Regions from separate parts of the Mus musculus genome. Here region 2 is linked to region 1. The links are chromatin contacts, called in public HiChIP or PLAC-seq maps. All regions are on one chromosome and are shown on one strand. The core of a region is the stretch at or near the end of the contact, and the rest is flanking DNA. Distances in the headings are between cores, read along the strand shown. Region 1 holds the start of Osmr (oncostatin M receptor). Region 2 has its middle 47 kb from the start of Gdnf.

What was found. HiChIP or PLAC-seq counts read pairs in DNA pulled down with a chosen protein or histone mark.
Region 2: a CTCF HiChIP or PLAC-seq map of the NIH/3T3 cell line shows a contact between it and region 1, with 5 read pairs. The contact joins the enhancer-like site here to the promoter of Osmr in region 1. A contact is called at or near these places in 4 of 39 promoter capture datasets (embryonic stem cells, frontonasal cranial neural crest, liver and 1 more), 1 of 15 datasets of contacts at CTCF or cohesin (the NIH/3T3 cell line) and 1 of 115 datasets of contacts at active chromatin or transcription factors (embryonic stem cells).

The regions. Positions count from the first base shown.
Region 1 is chr15:6,872,859-6,875,639 of GRCm38.p6, forward strand. Osmr (oncostatin M receptor) reads right to left here and starts at 1,455. Exons shown (of 18, transcript NM_011019.3): 1 at 1,343-1,455.
Region 2 is chr15:7,861,623-7,864,403 of GRCm38.p6, forward strand. No RefSeq gene overlaps it. Among named protein-coding and RNA genes, the nearest start is that of Gdnf, 47 kb to the left of the region's middle. Within about 2 kb of position 1,434, at least 42 of the 459 cell types and tissues checked have an H3K27ac peak or open chromatin away from gene starts, as enhancers often do. A contact at or near this core is called in the NIH/3T3 cell line, where this site is marked.

The DNA of each region.
Region 1 (2,781 bases), core at 205-2,704:
CAGACACAGACACACACACACACACACAGAGACACACACACAGACAGACAGACACACACACACACAGACAGACACACACACACAAACACAGACAGACACACAGACACACACACACAGACAGACACACACACACACACACACACAGAGACACACACACACAGACACACACACACACACACAGAGAGACACAGACACACACACACACACACACAGAGACACACACACACAGACACACACACACACACACAGAGAGACACAGACACACACACACACACACACACAGAGACACACACACAGAGACACACACACAGAGACACACACACAGAGAGACACAGACACACACACACAGACACACAGACACACAGACACACAGACACACAGACACACAGACACACAGACACACACACACACACACACACACACACACACGGTCTCCCCCGACATCCACCACCACCACCACCTCTCAAAAGCAGAATGCCTTTGGTCTGCACCTAGCTTCCACTTTCAATTCTGTCTGCTTTGCTTACATCCATCCTCACGTCCACGAGTCCTGAGCTGAAAAACAGCTTGATCGCAAAGCGCTTTCACCATGTCCTGCAGGCAGGTAGCATCTGTCCGTCTGAAAGTAATCCCTATATCTGTGCCCTTGGTCACTCACAAGGCAGGCAGGGAAGATGAAGAGTGTGTGAACAAGCGGCCCGTCAAGAACTGTTACAGGGAACCTGTATTCACGCTCCCGTTTCAGCATCTCACTGGTGCCTACTCTCAGAGACACTGACCCCTATGCGCATCCTTGCCTGTTAGTGGTGACACTTCCGTTCAAGCAGCTCGAGAGGTGGTACCTGCTCTCCCCACCCGCATAGAAGCTCTGCCCCCAAGGCTGTGGGGTGCTCTTCTCTGAGTGGAGAGGGAAGCACCTAGTCCCGGAGAAATGACAGGGACGGGTGGGAGTTAAGGACTGGAAAGCAAGAGGCTGGGGGAAACCATCAACTCCCACTCCCACGGGGTATTGTGAGAGAAACCAAATTGGCCCAAATGGGAGTTCTAACTCAGCAAGTGTTTCCCCAGCTGCTTGAGTGAGAGGCCAGGGGACGGTGAACCTCAAAGCAGGCCTGGACTGGTGTCCCAGCGACGTGCACGCTGAGAGTATCTAGTCTTTTAGAGTTGCCCACCAATTAGGTGGCACTTTTCTGGCACAACCTCTTGCGGCTCCTGAGAGTGCAGTCTCGGGAGGCAAAAACTAACGCAGGACAGGGCAGAGGCGCGGGGCAGCAAAGCTCTCGGCTCGCCCGTCGGAAAGTGGATGGAGGCGGCAGCGCGGGCACACGGGTCCCGTACTCACCCGCCTGGCGACCTGCTCCGGAGCCTTGCCGGTCCTCGGCCTCACAGGGGAACGGGCGCGGACGTCTGTCCAGGCGTGTGGAGGCGGCCCCGCGCCCCAGCTATGAATCAACTACGGGGCAAGTGTCCAGGGGCGGGAGTTACGGGAAAGCGCCGGGGGAGGGCCGAGGGGCCAAGTACTGTTGCAATTTCCCGTCTCGCTGAGCACTTTTGGCACTCCTGGGACCCACAGGAATTTGCTCCTGGTCCCAAGGGGATGTAGGGGGGAACGATCGGGACCCTGCGACGGGCGCGGTTCCCGGGACCGGGCGGGCAGCACCGGTGAGAAGGGAAGTGGGAGAGGCCTGGGAGGAAAAGCTGGTCCTTGAGCATCGTTGTTCCTGGAGGGAGAGGGGACGAGCTGCGACCCAGTGCCCCGTGCCAGGTGTCCTGCACAGAGCCAATTGTGTTGCTTGGGAGATCCAACCCCAGCGCTCCGTCTGAAAATTACCTGAAATGTCAAACTGTTGGATCAAACTTGTGATCGAGTTGACTTTCGGCGTTCAGAGCAAGACAGACGTGTTAGAACAGAGATCTATGAACTGTGCTTCCTCTACAGGACCTGGAAACGCCCTGTGTGGCCACGCCTCCTTCAGCTACAGACCTGAATTCTTTGTCCACGAAGATCCAAGTTCCTTTCTCTCCTTAGAACGCCATCAGATCTTTACTAACCGGGCACTTGAAAGACATTTTTGACCTCTCTTTATGGCTGCATGGTAAAATGTCCACAGCCACGTCGTCTTTGGGAACTGGCACAAAACTATCGCCACAGGAGGTGTGGCAACAAGTTCCCACCAGTCGCCAGGCCAAGAAGCCTGGAGAACCGCCCACTTGCACACTATACCTTGCTCCAAGCTATAGTTCAGTTCACATTTGGAAACTACCTACAAGTCACAAATGGAAGGAGACTGAGGGAAATGGCTATAGATCAGAACTTGCGGATCCACAAATCAGTCTTAGAATAAGTAACTGGGGTATTGGGACACCTCAAAACAATGTCAGAAATATTAGTTACAACGCCTTACTTTCGTGTCTGTGTATGCTTTTTCTTCCTCCCTAATGACAATTCAGGGAAGGATCTTTTATTATTATTATTATTATTATTATTATTATTATTATTATTAAAGATAGTACTCCTCTAAATACCTAATACCTAATGGTGCCTGAAAGACTGGAGCACACAGCAAATATTTGAAGAGAATTAGAAAAAGGCACATCGTGTCTAGTAAATAATGTGTGCTCCTTTGCCATAGCCATTATTACTTATTTTAAATGAGCCCATTAGTGTGGCCGTGCGAACAGCCGCGGGAGCAGTGTGGAGCCAAGTTCTCACCCATTAAAAAGGCTTTTTGATTCTATTTATCTGTGAAAATGGTGTGCGGGTGTGTCAGTTGAGCAAGG
Region 2 (2,781 bases), core at 184-2,683, 990 kb after region 1:
AAACATGTTCAGACTTGGCTGTAGTCCAGCATGTGTGGACCCTCTGTCCCATCCCAGCATGACAAAAAAGGACACAGTCTTTGTGTCACAATGATGTGATTATATTTAACATTACTAAAGTTTATATACTTAGAAAGTGGTTAAGATGGTAAACTTTATGATGTGTTTTTATCATAACAAAAAAGTGGAACACATACACTTCTAAGAAAACAAAAATGGTTCCCAGTCGCCCTTCTTCAGAGGAGGAAGCTCACTTCTTCAACACCAACAGAAGATAAACCAGGAATAAGACATTGAGAAGAAGTCTAAACCCTTGGTGCTGAAACTCCATGGCACAGTCATGGGAAGCTACATTGAAGGAAAATTGTTTACTCCTCTCTAAGTTTTTGCCGACTGACTCTTCAGGGATAAAGTAACATGGAAAACGTCAGCACAAGATTCCAGAAGACCACCCCACCCCTATCCCCTACACCCAGCCGTCACCACAGCCAAACACCACAAAGTCTTCAATGAGATCATCACACAATAGATTCTCCAATAGCCATTTTCAGATCAGGTCCCCAGGACATTTTTCCAGACCGCAGGATGCTGCTGGCGGTCACTACTGACTCTAGAACACATCTCTGAGCCTCCATTTCGTCATGAATGAAATAATTTGTTGTAACGTTCTTGAGGAGGTGAAGTGGCCATCCAAAGATAAAGTCAAAGCCAATGTCAAGTGGTGTCTTATTTTAAGACAGCACATATTTTACTCAATATTGCCACTACCATACAGCACCCTCAAGAACCCAGAGAAAGAACTACTTCATTCATAAAGCCAAATTCAAGAGGTTGCAATGGGACAAGGTTGAAGCATCACTTGTGCCTCCTCTCGAATGCTCAGCCATATCCCTGCCAGGTTCTTGAAAGGACCTGAATAAATACATCTCATACTTAAGTTCAAAATCAGAAAGAATATGAGTGCTGCACATTGTCTTGATTGTGCTTCTTGAAGAAGTACCTGTGACATCCAGTTCTAGCATCATCCAGGGCTCAGGTTGAAAGTTAATTAGCTGGGGATGGGACCCAGGGTTGGGCATTTCCAATCATTACCCCCAAATGACTAGTGCAGCCAGAAGCTTCAGAACACAGTTCTGCTTGCGTTGGCTCACCTCCCTGTGCTGAGCCACTCCTCTGAGGGACTGACTGAGTGCACAGCTTGTCTCTAAGAGCCTCCCTCCAGGCAACAGTTTTTTTTTTTCCCAGCAGCTTGTAAGATTCCCACAAGCCATGAGAATGGGCTGTATAAAGAAGAATATCACTGATGGAATTTTGGGTTTCAAAAGAGGGAATGACCCAACTCCTATTTCTTGAAGAATGCCTGCTACGACAAATGGCTGACTGTGAGGTTAGCAATGCAGCCATGACCACAGCTATGTGCCACCCAGACAGTGTCCATGAGGATGACTTACACCCCAGTCACGACTTTGACTTTTGCGGGGTCTCTGGTCTGCATTCTTCTGAGACCAGATGGCATTCCCCATGTTTGAGATATTTATGAACAATGCCCACAAAATGCCACCTCGGGGCATAGAAGCTCTTGATCACAGAGTCAGCTTATCCACACCTGCTCACTTAAGTCTCCTGGTAAGTCCCGGTGCCTTGGTTTCTTTAGAAGCAAAACAGAAACTGTGCTGCCTTGCCTCTGAGGAGAGTGGCCGGGATCAAGAGACAGGATTTGCAAAAGGCTGGGTGGCACAGTGGAGAAACCTCAGCCTACATTCAGATGCCCTTGTGTGAATTACACTCTCCGGGATTTGGGTGAAATTCAAAGTGGGCATGTTATGCCACCTGCTGTGCCTCAGAGGCTGGGTCTTGCCAACACACTCAGGGAAGAGAACTGAAGAGGATCCAGCTGCTGCTTCTCATCCTACACAAGCATTTCCGAACTTGGCCTTGGGCTGTTTGGATCCTTCCATACACTAATTCAAGAGCCCACGTGCCCACCCATCTGGAGCCATCAGCCTAGGATAATGGCTGCTGTCTCCAACAGTGAACAATCCTGGAGGAAGGGCAAGGGTCACTTCAGGGGACAGTACCGGGAGGTGACGGCTTCATAATCACCACTGAGACATTCTGGATTTTCTTCTCTGCTGCTTCTGGGCAGTGCCTCCTTCCTCATTTCTAGACTTCCCTCTTGGGGTGCAGTGTTTATTTCACCCCAGAGGGTGGGGAAGGGGATGGCTTAAAAAGCCAGCAAAGGCAATCGCTTGGGAGAGTGACCTTTGCTCAGAATCCTGCAGAGTCTGAAGTCTTCAAAGAGGTCTCAGAATAATTTGCATTCACCAATGTCTATTTTTAAAAGAACAATCTGAATGTTAAGTAGACTTCTGAGCCACGTGAAAAGACTCCGATATGACTAATTACGGCTGAAAAAGTTATCAGGATAAAATGAGGAGTTGGATTTCAGTTTCTCTGGTCTGCGTTTAAAAGACAAAGGACTGACTCTACAATTCTTTCAAGGACCAATAGAAGGCAAACGAAAACCACGAGAAGATGGAGAGTTCAGTCCACAATTACAGGCAGGGTCATTTTAGTTAGGCCAAGTTGATATTACAGTGGAGAGATTTAGGTCTATTTTCCTGACCCTTTACATAACCAAATCACTGCTACTTGCTGTCCTGGCCTACGGTTAAGTCTTTTTCTTAGGTTGAATATCTCATTTGATTTTGACAGCAACCTCCGTGAGCTCAGCGTTCACATCTCCAGTTTTATGGGAAGGGGGTTACATTCACCTTTTAA